2 separate regions of the Danio rerio genome follow, and region 1 is linked to region 2. Evidence: chromatin contacts called from public Micro-C data. All regions are on one chromosome and are shown on one strand. Each heading gives the region's core, a stretch centred on a gene start, on an enhancer-like site or on the middle of the called end of the contact. The rest is flanking DNA. Distances are from core to core; before and after follow the strand shown.

Region 1 (4,149 bases), core at 605-3,104, 71 kb after region 2:
TATAAGGTTAAATATCAAATGCAAAATAATCAAATAAAATAAAATCCTTTATGTTCTTAAATATCCAAGCTTATTAAAGCCCTTATGTACGTTTTCCAGAATAACTACCTTTAAACACTATATTGTGAAAGATACTGTTAACATGAAATAAATGTTCTCATACAGTAAAATTAAAGATTGGACACCGCCAAGCCCTAACTTTAATGACAAAAAATAAATATATTTTCATTTAACAAAGTTGTCTATTTTGCTGATTGGCAGTATTGGAGTAATATTTCACATTTAACTTGCATGCGTTATGCTTCAAAGCATATATAAATACTTTTGGATGGAAAAACATCATGCCATTTGACTACGAGACAAGTGAACATTTGCATACTGTAAGAACCTTAAACAGCATTTCTATGTGGAAAATGATGTTCATCCACTTTTGCATCTATACGCATTGCTTAAAGTCCGGGTTTTAGGTTCAACTGGAGGACTATCGGTTTTAACAGTTTTTCGTGGGTAGCTCCAACAGCCAAGCGGATCCAAGTGCCTCTTGTTCCTAGCAGTTCTGCACAACCTTGGGGAGCCTGCGCGCCCACGCTGCCCTGAAGAGCCCTATGCCACCCTGACATTCCTGGAAAAGCACTGCGTAAAATCCACACGCAGGATTAAGTTTTGATATCTGATATCTTCATGTGTACAGACTGGGAGCTTCACGGATCATGCATGGAACATTACGTTTTGATGCCTGATATTTTTGTATTCACGGATTGCTAGCACAACAGAGTGTGCAGAGTGTAGTGCACATTTCTGCAAATCTGTGCAGTGCACTCTTAATATTAAACCTAAATGGCCTCAAGAATGAATTCAGCATCAGAAAACACATGCAACAACCGTGGGACGTAAAAAAAAAACATACATAATCTAAAACTAAATTTGCAATTCAAAAAATGATGAATCAAACACTAATGAATGACCAAACAGAACTGGTTTCCTACAGTCAATCTACATTTAAAACAGTCCAACATATGAAAAAAAGAAAAGTGCATGCAACTGGTTTGAAGCAAAACCAGCACGTCCGTGATAAGTGTAGCTGCTGCACTGCGCTGTGATTGAATGAACAAATCCAAGCAACAACAAAAAACTACATAAACACATACTAATACTCAGAAAAATAACGATAACCAGATATATAAAGGGATAGTTCACTCAAAAATTAACATTTACTCACTATTTACTCAAGTGCTTCCAAATATAGTTTCTCTATTCAATTTAACACAAAAGATGATCATTTGAAAGCTGAAAACACTTAACCATGGGGGGAAAACACATAGAAGTCAATGGTTACAGGTTTCCATCATTTTTCAAAATATCTTCTTTCGTGTTCAACAGGAGAAATATTTGTAACAAGTACAGAATGAGCAAATGATGAAATAATTGTAAATTTTTTGGTAAACTATCAGTGTTAGAAGGAAAACATCTTACCAAACCATGCCGTAAGCGCCTTCTCCGATGTAGGAGAGGTTGCTGTAACGCGGCCCGACATCGAAAGCCTGCCCGCGGACCATCTCGGCACCGGATCCGGGGTTCGGGCCGCCGCCAGCAGGGGCAGAAACCGCAGCTGTCGCCATTGCTGAGAAACTGAAGCTGCCTTCACAAGCAAAACAAACGCGCTTTTCTCACCCAAAAGCACCAGGAAAAGCTCTTAGGTAGAGTGAAACACGGCGAAAAGCGACGCTTTTAAACTGAACCGAAGACTCGGTGTTGGAGAGCAGCGGCTGAAATGCTGTTGACAGGCATATATTTTCTGCTGATAGTAAATTAACGTGCGCGTGGCTCCGAGCACCGACTCACCGACTGACTGACTGACTGCAGCCGGAGAGAGAGCGAGTGTTTTACCGCAGGAAGTAGCGGAGCAGATCACGTGGGCAGGAGTGGAGAGAGCGGTACCATAGAGACAATTAGCTTTTCATTAAAAAAAGAGCTGCATATCGATTAATATATTCATAATAGCAATACAGTTAATTAGAGTTACATAATAATCACCCCATATCAAAACACACTGAGAAAGTAGGCAAACAACCAAAGAAAATGTTGTCACTATTTTGTAAAATTATAATTATTAATTTCCCATTGGCTTAGATCTTTTTTTAATCAGGTGTCGACACAGTGGAATGAACCGCCAACAACTCTAGCATATGATTTATGCAGCAGATGCCATTCCAGCCGCAACCCAATCGCAACCCAATAGGCTACAAAAAGCTTTAAAGAGCTGCGTATCGATTTAAATAAAATTTTATTAGGGGTCGCCACAGCGAAATGAACCGCCAACTACTCTGCCATATGTTTTATGCAGGGGATGTCCTTCCAACCACAACCCAGTACATCGAAATATACATATTTATTGGATTTACTAAATTTGGTTTAAGGTAAGTGGTTGCAAACCGTTTATATGAGCTGAACAAACGTTTAAATTTAGCCCATATCAATTGTTTGCAACCATTTACCTTAAACAAAATTTGTAAATCCAATGAATTATACTGCGAAAACCAAGATTAATTTATATTATTACTATGTATTTATTGGATTTAAGTCAGGAGATTGGCTGGGCCATTCTACAGCTGGATTTTCTTTCTCTAAAAGCATTCGAGAGTTTCCTTGTCTGTGTTTTGGATCATTGTCTTGCTGAAATGTCCACACTGGTTTCATCTTCATCAGCTGCTGTCTGGGCTTTCACTGCTTTTTTACACATCCCTTTCTTTACGTGTTCGCTACTTCATTTCATTTTACAGTATTATTCATAATTTAATTCATAAACTAATTAATATTGTTTTCTTTGCAAATATGGATTTCTTCTGTTGTTGCCAACATCTAGTGAATAAGTCAACAGCACCTTTAGAAATATGTTTTCCGAGAACAATGGTGTCGTGTTTAATACTTATTTCCCTCACTGTACATCCATGCCTAATATCAATTGGCCAGAAAGGGTTAATCGATGCTCAAATTTAATGCTCAACCCAATTCTTCAGACAGTGCTATGTTAGTTTAATGTCATCACTAAAAACAGATTTAAATGCAAAAATAATAATAATAATAATAAAAATTAAATAGTGTTTATAATGTTTGACATGCATGAATATTTGAGGTTTCAGAAAGACTTTATGAAGGTGCAAATGGAAAACCTCATTGGAGAGCATGCGGTTTTCAAGCATATTTATGCATAGAGATTGCTTACACATAATACAGCACAAAAGCATGGCTATGATTTAATAATAATAAAGAAAAAAACACAAAAGATCTACTCAAGTGATGTGAGAAATTAATCCAAATATTTTTTTCCTCATAAGAGTTCGGGTTTGTTCTGTAGTTTATTTCTTGTGTGTGCATAATTGAGAGTGTAAGCTTATGTGATAGGCAATCTTAAGTGCATATTAGTGTGGTTTACTTGTTGCTAACCACACACACAGACACAGCTAAACTAAAACTGTGGCAAACGCTAGCGCAGTCAAGGAAGAAAAAAAAAAATCCAGACACCAGACGTGACGTGAAAAGCACTTTATTCACATTATATGAGATTAAAACCCAACGGTTTGGTTCAAAGTCCACAAAAACTGCATAAGAAATGCCACGAGACGGAACTTACATTCAGTTAACATACTTTAACAGGCATAAAAGATGCCATTACAACATGCGAGAACACTTAGGTCCAAGAGGAATTGGCTTTAGTTAGTAAAAAACGTATAAATGTGCACAACGACGACAGCAGTAAAAAGAGAAAAGTAGGCGATTGAAGACTCAGCGCTCTTAAGTTTATCAGTCAAGCTGCTTGCTTGTACTTCGAAGCTGATTCTGAATGTGTACATCAAGATAAGGCACTTTATCACATGCTGTGAGCTGTTAATACTCATGTGTTCCCATGACTATGTTCACTTAATAGAAATAGAGACAAGCAATAGTTACAAAACGTCCTGTAGGCGAAGAGTCTGTATCATCAGCACTGAATATACTAAAGAGCATGTTCTTTACAAAGTGGTAACACTTTAATTGAAGAGGAAGTTCATAAGACTGTCATGAAACCTTTATAATAAGGACATGACACATTATCTGCTTGTTAAGTGTGATGCGAACTGGTTTCCAGGTCCAAGCGCCATATTAAACTGT
Region 2 (3,677 bases), core at 221-2,720:
AGTGCTGTCACCTCACAGCAAGAAGGTTGCTGGTTCGAACCTCGGCTCAGTTGGCGTTTTTGTGTGGAGTTTGCATGTTCTGCCTGCGTTCGCGTGGGTTTTCTCCGGGTGCTCCGGTTTCCCCCACAGTCCAAAGGCATGCTGTACAGGTGAATTGGGTAGGCTAAATTGTCCGTAGTGTATGAGTGTGTTTGGGTGTTTACCAGAGATGGTTTGCGGCTGGAAGGGCAACTGTGGCATAAAAACGTGCTGGATAAGTTGGCGGTTCATTCCGCTGTGGCGATCCCGGATTAATAAAGGGACTAAGCCGACAAGAAAATTAATGAATGAATGAACAAAACAGATTTATTAAACAAATATTTTTATTAAAATAATATTTTAGTCACCGAACATCTTTAGAAATAGAAAATACATTTAAATTGATGTGAATATTTAATATATTTATTTGAAATTTAGTTTTGATTAATATTTTCGTTTCTCTTGTACTTTTAAACCTTTTTATTTAAAATTTTTCCCTAAAACATAAATTAGGGCTACTAAGTTTTGGACCATTAAATTATTTTGTTAGGTTAGTTCCAGATTTTGGCTTCAGCATCTGACTAATCCAATATTGTAAATAATCCTATAGAAAATATTAATTTAAAAGATTTGTGATTGGTACTCGTATATGAGCACTGTATCTATACATTTGTTTTTGTATTTCCAAAATGAAAAAGGCAACAAATTTTATTCTTTCATTCATTTTGTTTTTGGCTTAGTCCCTTTATTAATCTGGGGTCGCCACAGTGGAATGAACCGCCAATTCAGCATGTTTCACGCAGTAGTTGCCTTTCCAGCTGCAACCCATCACTGGGAAACATCCATACACTCTCATTCACGCACACTATACGGACAATTTTGCTTACCCAATTCACCTAGGCTATATATATATATATATATGATTTTGGACTTGTGGGGGAAACCGGAGCACCCGGAGGAAACAAGGCAACACATTTTCTACAGAATATTAGTCAAGGCTGTTTTCGTCGTGTCAGCTTAGTGTTACATCATTACCCACTGTTATTTTAATCACGATTATTATTTTTAACACGTTTTTCTGAAGTGAAATTTGTTTATTCGAAAACTAGCCCTTAAAAATAAATGAACAAATTTCTAACATCCCCCACCTCCGTATCTGCCCACACGGTTAGAAGCCCGCTGCCATCATTCATTAGTGTTATGGAAAGAAGAATGTGCAGTATTTATGGTGAAGTGTTATATAATAATGTATGCCACGTTCTCGCGGCAGAACATTTATTCACAGCGCTATTCGTCTGGTTAATTTTTTTGAACGTCTTGAATAATTCTCATCAAGCCACCGGTTGTCATGGACGGCAGGAACCAAATCAGGCTCGTGCTTGTTTTATTATTATTACATCATCAGCGCACTTTACCTTTTCTTATTCACTCAATCAGGAGCGCGCAGAGGAGCACTTCTGTTGCCGTGACAACCAAGACAACACAATAGCAGAGCAGTAAGTCACACTGGACGCAGAGGAGTTTACAGCGGAGCTTTCTTCTGGTTCAGACGCGATGTTACAGGCAAAAACACTCCTTAACCCTTGTTTATTGATCAAATTTACGACCCTTTCGTTATGTTTGTGGCTGTTTTGCGCCGTTGACTTCCATTATGATCACATATTTTGATTACAAAGCTATGATAGTCGGATGGCAGGGTCAGAATTTGACGTCAACACCTTGAAAGCATGGATCCATCCTGCCTTGTATCAACGGTTCAGGCTGCTAGTGGTGGTGTAATGGTGTGGGTGATATATTTTTTTGGCACACTTTGGGCCCATTAGTACCAACTGAGCGTCATGTCAACAACACAGCCTACCTAAGTATTCTGACCATGTCCATCCCTTTATGAACACACTGTACCTATCTTCGATGTCTACCTCCAGCAGGATAACACGCCATGTCATAAAGCGCAAATCATCTTAGACTGGTTTCTTGAACATTGACAATGAGCTCACTGTACTTAAATGGCCTCCACAGTCACCAGACCTCAATCCAATAGAGCACTTTTGGTATGTGGTGAAACGGGAGATTCTCATCATGGATTTGCAGCCAGCAAATCTGCAGCAACTGTTTGATGCTCTCATGTCAATATGAACCAAAATCTCTGAGGAATATTTCCAGTACCTTGCTGAATCGATGCCACGAAAGATTAAGGCAGTTCTCAAGCCAAAAGGGGGTCCAACCTGGTATTAGTATAGTGTACCTAATAAAGTGGCCAGTGAGAGCAATTTATCTTAATTGCTGACACATATTCATACGGTGTATTTTTTTATGAAACTATGAATAATATATATTTTTTCCTCCATGACTTGTCAGACTTATTGCACATTTTCAATAAATAGGCATGCCACATCGAAGGACAACAAAATGTAATTTTATAGTGGTTCCTATAAAGTTAAATAAAAAGAAAAGTTTTTATAACAAGAGGTCCATGAAACAAAAATGATGCATTTTAAATTGACAATAATAATTATATAAATTTTTGTTGTGTGAAAAAAAATCATCATGTCAACAATCCATATATCAATTAAGATCTTTTTTTATTTTTATTTTTTTTTAAAGTTTTATTTATTCCAAAAACAATGATCTTGCAGTGAGTTACAAATATACATTTACAACCTTGTATATAAACATATATAAACATTTTTACATAGGGATTTATTAATAATTTGGCTGATTATTTTATACAGCATCTTAACCTTTGAAATCATTGTGAAAATTAATTGTTTTCTGGATGCTGTCCGTATTTTCTGAATTGTAAAATGTTAAAAAGGTTCCCAAAAACCCCTGTGTAAAAACCTTTAACTAATATGTCAATAAAATCAACAGAGTGTTGAACCTGACTTTAGTCTTCATATGCTTGAGCTAAAATTTCTGCAAATAAGTGTATTATATTTAATGAAATAATCCCTCATTTGCATAGTCTTCTAAAATGTTATTGACATATGTTCCAAAAATGTGAACAATATTCGCAATTCAGTCATTTTTCCATTTTTATCTGCTTTTTTCCAGGGTCAGGTCGCAGGGGTAGCAGTCTTGGGAGAGAACTCCAGACTTCCCTCTCCCCAGACACTTCCTCTAGCTCCTCCGGGGGGATCCCGAGGCGTTCCCAGGCCAGCCAAGAGGCATAGTCCCTCAAGTGTGTCCTGGGTCTTCCCCAAAGCCTCCTCCTGGTGGGACATGCCTGGAACACCTCCCTAGGTCGGTGTTCAGGAGGCATCCAAAACCGATGCCCGAGCCACCTCAGCTGCCTTCTCTCGATGTGGAGGAGCAGCCGCTCTACTCCGAGCTCCTCCAGGATGACAGAGCTCCTCACCCTATATATAATGGTGTGCCCTGCCACCCTGCGAAGGAAACTCATTTCGGCCACCTGAATCCAATATCTTGTCCTTTCAGTCATGAGCTCATGACCATAGGTGAGAGTAGGAACCTAGATTGACCGGTAAATCAAGAGCTTTGTCTTTTGGCTCGGCTCCTTTACCACAACAGACCAGTACATCAACCGCATTACTGCTGCACCAATCCGCCTGTCAATCTCACGTTCCTTCCTTCCCTCACTCCTGAACAAAACTCCAAGATACTTGAACTCCTCCACCTGGGGTAAGGATTTTCCTCCA

The links. A called contact is a pair of places that touch in the nucleus more often than the background predicts.
Region 1: a Micro-C map of caudal fin shows a contact between it and region 2, with 4 times the contacts expected there. The contact joins the promoter of mapk1 here to the enhancer-like site in region 2. A contact is called at or near these places in 2 of 18 Hi-C or Micro-C datasets (caudal fin and hematopoietic stem cells).

The regions. Positions count from the first base shown.
Region 1 is chr5:13,853,199-13,857,347 of GRCz12tu, forward strand. mapk1 (mitogen-activated protein kinase 1) reads right to left here and starts at 1,855. Exons shown (of 9, transcript NM_182888.2): 1 at 1,474-1,855. The coding sequence starts at 1,619.
Region 2 is chr5:13,782,776-13,786,452 of GRCz12tu, forward strand. No RefSeq gene overlaps it. Among named protein-coding and RNA genes, the nearest start is that of ypel1, 12 kb to the left of the region's middle. Within about 2 kb of position 1,471, at least 9 of the 62 cell types and tissues checked have an H3K27ac peak or open chromatin away from gene starts, as enhancers often do. A contact at or near this core is called in caudal fin, where this site is marked.